Linked DNA regions of Mus musculus: region 1 is linked to region 2. The links are chromatin contacts, called in public promoter capture Hi-C maps. All regions are on one chromosome and are shown on one strand. Each heading gives the region's core, a stretch centred on a gene start, on an enhancer-like site or on the middle of the called end of the contact. The rest is flanking DNA. Distances are from core to core; before and after follow the strand shown.

Region 1 (5,408 bases), core at 2,659-5,158, 790 kb before region 2:
TCCTTAATTCATACCTGAATTTTGTAAGCTATACTAATATTACTGTAGCTTAGTAGAGCTTCGCTAGAGTTACACATTTTCAGCGGTGATAAGATTGCTAGATGAAATGTAAATGAGTCATCGTAAGACACTAAGATGGGAAGAGACTGTATTTCAGAACCTCTATGGCTGATGTAACTTAAAAACACACCTCAGAGGCTGTTGCTTAGATGTCAGCTGTGTTCCTTCTTTGAGTTAGTGATTCCTGTGTTATATTATACATTCCATTTTCAGGCAGCAAAATAAGTCGTTGAGTTTGTAATTCTAAGATCCAAATGCAATCTTGCTTCCTTTTTTAGGAGACTATCTGGTAGCAATTGAGGAGAAAAACAAAACTATATTCCTGCGTGCTTACGTGAATTGGAGGAGTAAGAGGAGCGACAACTCCCGTGTGTGCATTCGAATGGTTGGCCACAATGTGGAGGCATCCTTCTGTGAAAGCTTTAGAGACCAGATGTCTATAATTGAGATGCCAATGTCTGAGGCCCCTTTGTGCTTTTCGTGTTGTCCTGTGAAAGGAGATCTTCTTGTTGGATGTACAAATAAGTTAGTGTTATTTACTTTGAAGTATGATATCATTAATGAGGAATTCTCAATATTGAACTTTGAACGTTCATTAATTATACACATAGATAATATCACTCCTGTTGAAATCTCTTTTTGTGTTGGATATGTTGCTGTCATGTCTGATTTAGAAGTCTTACTCCTAAAACTGGAGTCAGACCCTATACATGGAGAGAGTGTTGACCACCACCCACAAGAAACCAGCAATCCATTGAAAGAGGCGGAAGGTACGTGATGCATTTGACTTTCTAGTTTTAACTATAGAGAAATCATCTTTTTGATAACCTTTAAAGAAACCTGGTATCTATAGTGGCATGCCACAGTTCTTATGGGCTTAGGTCTTCCTGTTACCCTGGTTTGTGTTTATGACTATCCATAGTTGATTCTGCACTGTGTAAATATATTTCTACTTGTATTTGTCAGTAGGTGAGTAATGGAGCAACTGTTAATAGATGAGGGGTTTCTAAAGAGAAAACAGTTGGTGTTCTTTTGTTGAGACAGGGTCCCATTGTGTCCCTAGCTTCCCTGGAACTCACTTGATGCAGGCTCTGCTCAAATTTGGGATCTTCCTGTCTCAGGTTCCTGAGTGTAGTCATTATAGCTGTGAGTCCCTGTGCCTGGGTTCCTGAACTACATGGGTTTCCACTCTGTGTTCTCATAGTCAATATTTAATGACATTTAATAACACTAGTTATTTAATAACACTAGTTATTAAATGTTGCCCCCTCCCCATTTTTTAAATTGACAGTGAGCTAGAGGGTTTTTTTTTGTTTTGTTTGTTTGTTTGTTTGTTTTTGAGAGGAATAAACCGTAATTGAAATAATGCCCTCTGTGATACGGATCTCTAGGCAAACCAATGTGGCATTTTCTTAACTATTGATGTGAGAAGGCCTAGCCCATTGAGGATGGTGGCGCTCCAGAGCAGGGAGTCCTGGGTTGTATAAGAAAGCAGGCTGACTGAAACCACTGGGAAGAAGGCAGTAAGCAGCCCTCCTCTATGGCCTCTGAATCAACTCCATCCCTGAGTTCCTGCCCTAACTTCCCCAGTGATGGAGTGTGATCTGAGAATTGTAAACTGAAGTAAATTGTGATCCTCCCTAAGTTGCCTTTGGTCAATGTTCTGTCATAGCAATATAGACACAGCTAGGACATATATGTCTAATGTTCAGTCTGGAAGATGGTAGCGCTTTAGTGGGTAAATTCTTAAATTTTATTTTTTAAGGTGTCAGTAATGAAACTTCACAACTTGAGTCAGAAGATTTTGTTATCTGTCTAAAACCCATGGAACTCATTGGTGAAAAATGTGAACAGTCTGGGATATCTGTTAAACTGGAGTCCACAGGATTAGAAGATGAAAAAGTAAAATATTTACGTGTTCGGCATCTATTGTATAGGTATGAGAGTTCCTTTTCATTCACGAGCTTTTAGCTTTTTCATGCCAGCTTAAAAATCTCTGGAAATTAGATCTCTTCCCTGTCTCTTCTTCAACCCACAGACGTTTTGCTCCAGATATTTCGTCCTATGTCTTGTCTGATAACATCAAGTTACATTCCCTTCAGCTGCTACCCATTCACCAAAGTGGTAAGTATAGCTGAGCGGCAGGGTAGAGAGGTTTGCAAGGCCTGGGCTGGAAGAAAGACCTGTGTGGAGACAGTAGGTTGGGTTTTGTTTTTGTTTTTTCTGCTGAATCTTCCTGAGGAAAGGAAAGTCATATTGGCTAGGAGAAGTGAAACCATTAGGAGGATGTGACCAGAAAACCTCATTTCTTTTTTCTTTTGAAATTGTCTATAGACCCAGAGAAGGAAATCTGTGAGCACTATTGGAGTAGAGGTCTGTCTAGTTCCAGCTGAGTATTTGACACATTTTCTTAGGATGACCTTGTAAGCGAGGTAGAAAAGCACGGTTTGAGTGGAAACTCATTCAGAATGCTACTTTTCAATCCTGCTGCATACTGCATTCCTGGACACTTAAAAATATAATGCGAGATGTAGTGAAGTTGGTCAGGTGCTTTTTTTTTTTTTTTTTAGCAGGAATAAAGCTTCATTCCTAGCACTGAACAAACAGAGGTTTGTGGCGGTATGCACTTGTAATCCTATCACGTGGGAGACAGAGAAGGGAGGGCCGGAAGTGCAAGGTCATCCTCTGACTACACAGTGAGTTCTAGGCTAGCATGGGCTCCATAAGACTTTGTCATTAACAAAAAAAAAAAAAATATGGTGGGGACTCTAATTCTGACTTAATTGGACTGTTTTGAACTTTGGCACCAGTGTCCTTAAGTGTTCACCAGAAATCTGATGAGCGCTGCACTTGCTCATGGCCCGTTCAGCATCTTCAGATGTTTTCTGGGAAGATATTGTTGTAGCCGCATGTATTTATAACATTTAAGTAGATGCTTATTGAATAGCTACACTTGTGCTGAGTACTGAGAGAAAGCAGGCAACATGCTTGTACCTAATTACCTAACTGTGAAAGCAGATACCCATCACGTACTAACAACACTGAAATAGTGCTCTATGGGAAATGAGCCCTGGTATACAAGCCTGTAGCAAAGACCCCCTGTAGAGAGAATAGCTTACATAATGTATGGATGCATCGCCTGAAATTAACAAGCCTCTGGCTTAGGCAGGAAATACAGGTGGGGCATCTAGAAGGAAAAAAAAATTCTGGAAGGGGATGCTGGAAAGGAGACAGATGCATGGTACCTGAGCACAGAGAACTAGCCACGTGACGGAATGTAGGTTAAAGTAAATGGGTTATCTTAAGTCATGATTCTAGTCAGAGAAGAGCCTAGACATATGGCCAAGGTATTGTAAATATATTTTGAGTCTGTGTCTCATTTCTGGGAGCGTGGGGCTGAGAGGAAGAATAAGGCCCCAACTTCAACAACCCCCTGACTTTTTCTTGGGTCTAGAAAGGCTGCTTCCTGAGACTGGATCTGTAGGGTGGAGGAAGGGGAAGAGAGTGTTCCAAATAGAGGAACCCACAAAGTTCTCTCATGAGCAAAGAGTCTGTATTTGAGGAACTGAAAGAGCCAAGACCAGAGAGAGTGGAGAAAAAAATGGGTGTGTGTGGTACAAGGGTGGACATAGAGCTCAAAGCTAGTCAGCGTGTCAGCTCTTTCATTCAGTGAACTACCCATACAGTTGGAATAAAAAGCCCTAATCGTCCAGGGCCAGTGTGACTTAGCTAACTCTGCGTTCATTTGTCTCACCCCGACCTGCTTACTGTTCTCTAGCCAAGTTTCCTTTCCTGTAAAACCTACAATTCCTTCCACCGAGGCCTAGAATGTGCGTGCTTCAGCTACTGCATGAGTGGTATAGTCACATCTTTGAGAGCACAGCTCAAATATCACCGTACCACAGAGGACTTCCCTTGGTTCTCTCACTTTGACTCACTTTTATTTTTATTGTGTGTGTGTATGTGTGTCTGTCTGTCTGTCTGAGTGTGGGCTTGGCATGTGTGTTGCTGGCAGAGGCCAGTGAAGACGTTACAGGTTGTTGTGAGACACCCAACTTGGGAGCTGGGAACTGAACTCAGGCCCTCTGAAGAGCATCAAGAGTTCTTAACTTCTGAGCTTAAGTTTAGGCCCTGTGCTCTCTCTATTTAAAATCTCTCTTCTCCACTTAGGACTTTGTTCCCTGTCTCAATCCCCATCATTAGAATGTGAGGGCTCTTTGAAAGAATTCACCTTGTTTTGGGAATTGGCAGAACATCAACAACAGTACTGCATGCAGTGGGTACCTTGGGAGTATTTATTGAAAGGCTAAAGGACTGTAGATGTGTGGCTTATATTTGAGCTGAGTCCAGGATGGGGTATGTAGACATTTTAGAAGATGAAGAATTTTGCAAGGTGTTGCATAAGAGGAACCAACATATGTAAGCTGTAACATTATCTTGTGCTTAGAGATTAGTGGCTAGTTCTGTTTAGCCAGAGCTCAGATATGTCCTGGAAAGAAGGAAAAAATGTAGTTGGCTTTGGGATAGTTGTGAACAGTACAGAACTGGACTTTTCATATCCATGGGGATCATAGAAGGAGGAAGAAGACTTAAGCATTTGAAATATACCTAATTGAAACTGATATATACTATAAGTGTAAGCCATACACTAGATTTTGAATGTTTAGTATAAAAATAAAAAAATCTTAGTTTTTTGTTTCTTGAATGTTGAAATGGCAGTGCTTTTGATATACTTGGATTGCTGAGCAATATTATTAAGATTTTTCTATTTCTTTTCGTTTTTGGAAACAGTAGAGAACTTTAAGTTCCAGTTGTGGAATAATTATGTTTTTATTGACCATGTTGATGTAGACTCATGCTTAATCAGGATATTATTATTGTTTCTTGTGCAAGTAGTTTTGCTATCTCTGGGAAAGCTTGTGGTCCCTGGTGGACACTCCAAAATTAATAACCACTGATGAGTGTGACTTTCTGTTAGTTCTTGCAAAATGGTGCTTTCCTAAGTACCTCCTCCTCATAACAACATTTCTTACTGTCTCCTCCCCCTGAGCACCTCTGGTCATTGTATGATACAGTATAGTCTGTCTGCATAGGAAAGTCTTGATATTGATTCTTTTATTTACTGGCTTCATAGCATGTCATTCTTGAATTTTTCCAATGCAGGTTTTCATCCTGATGAAAATGATTTATCGCCGAAAAAAGAGATGCCAAATCTCTTCTGTTTCTTCTCGTTACCTCATGTGGGCTATCTGTACATGGTTGTGAAGTCTGTTGAATTAATGTCAGTCTATTGGTATCCTGAGAAGTCTCAACAAGCCGTGCTCACACCACAGTTCTTGCATGTCATC
Region 2 (4,838 bases), core at 1,775-4,274:
TGTGTGTGTTTGCTTCCAATTTTTATATAGTGTGTTGAAACAGCGAAATGAGTAGTAGTAGTTAATGGAAATTAAGCTTTAAAGCTGAGTCTAAGCCCAGACGCTCTCATGGCTCTAGCACCTGTCAAAACTGGCCTTTACTCTTCTCTAATTCTTCACTTCAAAATAGGAAAAAGCCACCTCCCCATAGAAAGAACTGCTCGTGGAAATTATGAATTTTAAACAATGCCTCAGAGGTTAAAAGCACTGGCTGCCCTTCGAGAAGACTTGGGTTTGATTCCCAGCATCCCACACAACGGCTCACAACCATCCTTAACTCCAGTCCTAGGAAATCCAGTGTTCTTCTGGCCTCTCCCATCACTGCACACACTAGGTGCACACATGCAGACAAGGACCCATACACAGAAAATGAAGGAAAAATTTCAAGTGCTTGTATACACCTTAAGTGCTTGCATGGAACTTGGGGGTGTTTCAGAGGCAGCCTTCTTGGGGTCTGCCAGGTTTTCATGGTTACTCCCTTTCTTTCAGCTCAATCTGACATTGAAGCATCAGTCTCCGCCAGGAACATCAGAAGGTTACTAAGTTTCCAGCGATATCTCAGATCCTCACGAGTTTTTCGGGGTGCCACAGTTTGTAGTTCTCTAGACATTTTAGATGAGGATTACAATGGACAAGCCAAGGTTTGTACAACTTCTTCAAAATGAGTTGCTTGATAAGTTTACTGGGGCCTCCTCTAAAACACTGATTTAGATGCCCTGTCTGAATTGAGCCATTTTTGAGAGTTTAGAGCTGGTTGTTTCTAAGTAGGTATAACGGAGCAAGGAAAACTTCTGAGATAAAGTAGTAAGTGCATTTGTTTTCTTAATTTTCTATATTAGTTACTTAATAGAACATTAAGTAATGAGTTGATCAGCAGGACAATCAACTTTAAGCTAGCACAGAGTTGGGTGCTGGGAAGAATGTGAGCCCGGGCCTGATCTGATGCTTTAGTGCTGTTGATAAGGACACCGGGGTCTGTATCTCACTACAGATGTGCTTGCCCCATAGTTCCATACAGACAGCTCAGGAAGGTGGGGCCATCTTTTTCAGTCAGATGATATTGAAGGTTTAGCTAATCTTAACCGAAATGGTATTAGTAAGAATTATTTACTTTATTCTTACAGACTTTTCAGGAAATGTCTTAAGTAAGATAGAAGTGAAATGGGTTTGGTTTTGATCAAATGGGATTTCATATAATCTTGAATTTTAATGTACCTGAACTTATTTGTTCCTTAAATTTTACAGGCCAGATTTCTAAAGTTATATAGACTGGCTGCAGGGTGTCTTCTTTGAAGTTTCATTACAATATAAAGAAAAGAATCATTCCCTGCTTAGTAGATCAGTCAGTGGGAACTGTTGACCTGCTGTCGCGGTTAGAGTGTTGACCTGTGTGTTATTGCTGGTTCCTGACACTGTGCTTTCAACCTTCACAAGTGTCACACTAATATTACTTGTGGTGTTTAATTCTTCATCTTATACCACAGCAAACTTAGGGATACAAAATAAAAACCTTTACTTTAAAAGCGCACACTTCTGTGCCGTGGACTTTGGATGTGTTTGTTGTCTACAGTGTGTATCATCCTCAGAGCTGACTGCTTTACTGCTAGGTTTGAATGATATTTAAAGATTGTCAATAAATACCCCAGAATTCAGCAAAAGAAAAGAAAGAAATGGTTAGCAAGCCATGCATGCCTTTAATCTCCCAGCACCCAGGAGGTAGAGGGAGAAAGATCTCTGTGTTCGAGGACAGCCAGAGCTATGTAGAAAGACCCTGTCCCAAAATAGCAAAACAAACAAACAAACAACCCTGAACAGCAAATACTTGAGTGACAGTGTGGTGTGGGTTTACTGTGCTCTCCAAGTCCCTGACCTTGGACTCTTCAGTCACCATGACAGCTTTCTGCTACAGCTGAGCCATGGTACTTACTGCCTGTTCCCAGGAGTCGGTGAGGCTTGAGTGCCTCGCCTGCTCACCAGGTACCCAGTAGAACTCGCTGCCAGACTTTTAAAATCTGATTTAAGACTGCAGCACATGGACTATTTGATGGTGAATTGTTTCAGAATTCTCCTAAATTTGTAGGCCATAGGAACAGGGTGGAAGACTGACCTGACCTCTCTATGATTAACTGAAAAACAAAAGAATTTGTTCTCAAGTGGAATTTATTTCTCTAGAGAATATTTGAGCCAGTGGAAAGAGTCATAACTAAGAAGAGGCTGAGAGCAGAGTGTGGTGGCACACTCTGGTACGCCCCATTCTTGGGAGGCTGAAGCAAGAGAATTGCCGTGAGCTGTAGACAGGGCTGTACAGTGCAACCCTGCCCACAAACCTAGAACAGAACGTGAACGAAGGTAAATGATCTCGGCGTCTCTCAAAGCCAGTCAGCCACTTGGTCGTTTCCATGAACGTTGCTATGGTCTATCTGCCGAAAGTGGGTCTTACTGAGATTAAATTACAGTAGAAATGTTTGGTTTTCATTTCAGTGTATGCTGGAAAAAGTTGGAAATTGGAATTTTGATATCTTTCTGTTTGATAGACTAACAAATGGTAAGTGAAGCATTTGACAATACTCGAGTTTCTGTGGTCATTCGCCTATGTTGAAGCTTTAGTGTGCTCTGTCCTTGCTGTCATTCACTTGGACTGTGACCCTGTGCCAGCATTTTGTCTTTGTTAGTCACTTTTCAAAAAAACAACAGAAATCATTTCACAATTTTTGTTTTTACTATTAGTCTTGACAGTAATCACTTCATCATGACTGGACCAGTTGGCAGTTATTACTGCCGTTTTTAATAACTCAGCCTGAGTCTCACTGCAGTCTTCATTTTCTCTTCTCAGTTTCTTCAGCGTGTGACTGTTTACAGTGGCATCTTCTGACGCAGTTTTCCATGTAGTTAGATTTTTCCCAAAGGCCTGCTCCCCCAAGCTGCTTGCTTTCTTGAGTGTGCTGGCCCCGAGCCTTTTTTCTTACCTGCTGCAGAGGATTAGCGTGGTTCCACAGCCTGCCTTTGGCACTGCCTCCCCACGCTGGAGAAGAGCGTATCGTCAGACTCTGTGACAGTTAAGAGAGGTTTGGAGAAATGTTACATAGGTCATTCTAAGCTCTCCTGCCCCAGCTGAGCCCAGCTTTTATGTGGGGTTGATATTGCTTTTTTTTTTTTTAATTCTCTTTATAATCAAAACTGGGTTCTATTTGGAAACTTTTTTTTTTTTAAGAATAACATATTTGACAGATTCTTGGTGATACTTACCTGTCTTTGCCCCTTTGCCAAAGTAGGTTTTTAATAGAATTACACAAAGAATTCAGTTTTTCTGTTGCTAGGGACGGAGTAATGTGTCCCCTGCTTGACTTTAAAGTTACCTGCTTTTCTTTTCTTCTAGAAATGTGTTTATTTATGGAGGTGTGTATGCACATGCCCACAATACACATGTGGAAGCCAGAGGATAGCATGCTGTTGTGGGTTCTCTTTCCTGTCTATGGATTGCAGGGTTCCAACTCAGTTTGTTGAGCTTGTAGATACAAGTACCTTACCCAGTGACCGCTGCCACCTTCCCCAGCACTGCTGTGGTTGTTTGGGTGTCACTGTTACTTTCTCGAGAAGGGCTCTACCTGCCCTGCTTATCTCTGCACTGCAGACAGGAAGTAGATGAGCCTGAAGGGCAAGGTGGTGGGGACCTTAAGGTTTGCCTGTGTCGGAACAGCGCCAGGCATCACTGCTCTTCCCCTGTCGCTATCTTTTACCCTTGGGTGCTTTGTGTCCTGTTGCTCTCTCTGCCTCTCGCTGGCTGCATCTAGCCATGGTGCCCTAACGAAAAGGCAATTTACCTTCCTCTAGGCCTTGTGGGGATTGTTCTTTCTCTTTTTCTTTCTTTTTTTTTTAATACAAGCAGTGAATTATTAGATGCCCACCTCCTTCAAGATTTGTGAAATTTTTCTTTTCTAACTCAACACAAACATAACTTCAGTTATTATCATAAGATAAATATAGATGAAACAACACCAGCCATAACATTTTTAAAGACTAGCCTTATATAAACTGATAGCTCATAGTCTATTCTTGGGCTGCTAGGATGCCTGCCATTCCTTAATATAGTTGCTCTTTTCTAAATTTGATTTTTAAAAAGTGCACAACCTGTTAGTCAGGGTCTTAGGATGAAAGCTAGTGAGTGTGTCTGTATTCTATGTCAGCCACAGTTGCTTTCCGTAGACCACCCTGTTTGAACTGGCTTTGTGGAGAAGGTGGCCCAATTACTTGGTCCTAGATAAAACCACCTATTGTTAGCTACCCACCTTTGCTTTTATAGGAAGCTAACTATAGCCCCTGGAAACCACAGAGATTTTCTACTTGAAGAAATGTAATTGAACAAATGGGCAGGAAAAAAACTGTTCTTCAACTTGCATTATGTAGTTGAAATGGTTTCCTTTTAGAACTAAAATTATACATGATTTGTGTTTACCATATCCAAGTTCATAGTTGCCCCTGCTTGCTTATTGACCCAGTGGTTCTTTATAGTTTTACTCTGGTACCCTCTTGGTAGTACAGGGGAGAAAACAGGCAGGAGGGGACAGAGCTGAGTTGGTTTGCCCCAGAACCGGTATACCTCATCTCATCTGCTCCCAGGAGGAGAACAGTTGCTGTCTGACATTTCTGTTAGAGGGATGTGAACAGGATTGTGCCTGTTGCTCCTGACCACCTCTGGTTCATGGAGAGGAGAGTGGCCAGCCTGTGTTTCCACTCAAGCTCTCATGGAGAGTCACTACATCTTAGCTGGTCTGTATTTTTTTTTTGGGGGGGGGGGGTTG

What was found. Promoter capture Hi-C pulls out the DNA fragments that hold promoters and counts their contacts.
Region 1: a contact with region 2 is called in a promoter capture Hi-C map of the HPC-7 cell line. The contact joins two enhancer-like sites. A contact is called at or near these places in 9 of 39 promoter capture datasets (the 3T3-L1 cell line, the C10 cell line, the HPC-7 cell line and 4 more) and 2 of 115 datasets of contacts at active chromatin or transcription factors (bone marrow-derived macrophages and kidney).

Annotation. Positions count from the first base shown.
Region 1 is chr3:20,025,736-20,031,143 of GRCm38.p6, reverse strand. It overlaps Hps3 (HPS3, biogenesis of lysosomal organelles complex 2 subunit 1), which reads left to right. Exons shown (of 17, transcript NM_080634.4): 2 at 339-830; 3 at 1,826-1,997; 4 at 2,099-2,184; 5 at 5,224-5,408. Among named protein-coding and RNA genes, the nearest start is that of Hps3, 6.9 kb to the left of the region's middle. Within about 2 kb of position 3,908, at least 90 of the 459 cell types and tissues checked have an H3K27ac peak or open chromatin away from gene starts, as enhancers often do. A contact at or near this core is called in the HPC-7 cell line, where this site is marked.
Region 2 is chr3:19,238,892-19,243,729 of GRCm38.p6, reverse strand. It overlaps Pde7a (phosphodiesterase 7A), which reads left to right. Exons shown (of 13, transcript NM_001122759.2): 4 at 529-680; 5 at 2,521-2,584. Among named protein-coding and RNA genes, the nearest start is that of Mtfr1, 53 kb to the right of the region's middle. Within about 2 kb of position 3,024, at least 53 of the 459 cell types and tissues checked have an H3K27ac peak or open chromatin away from gene starts, as enhancers often do. A contact at or near this core is called in the HPC-7 cell line, where this site is marked.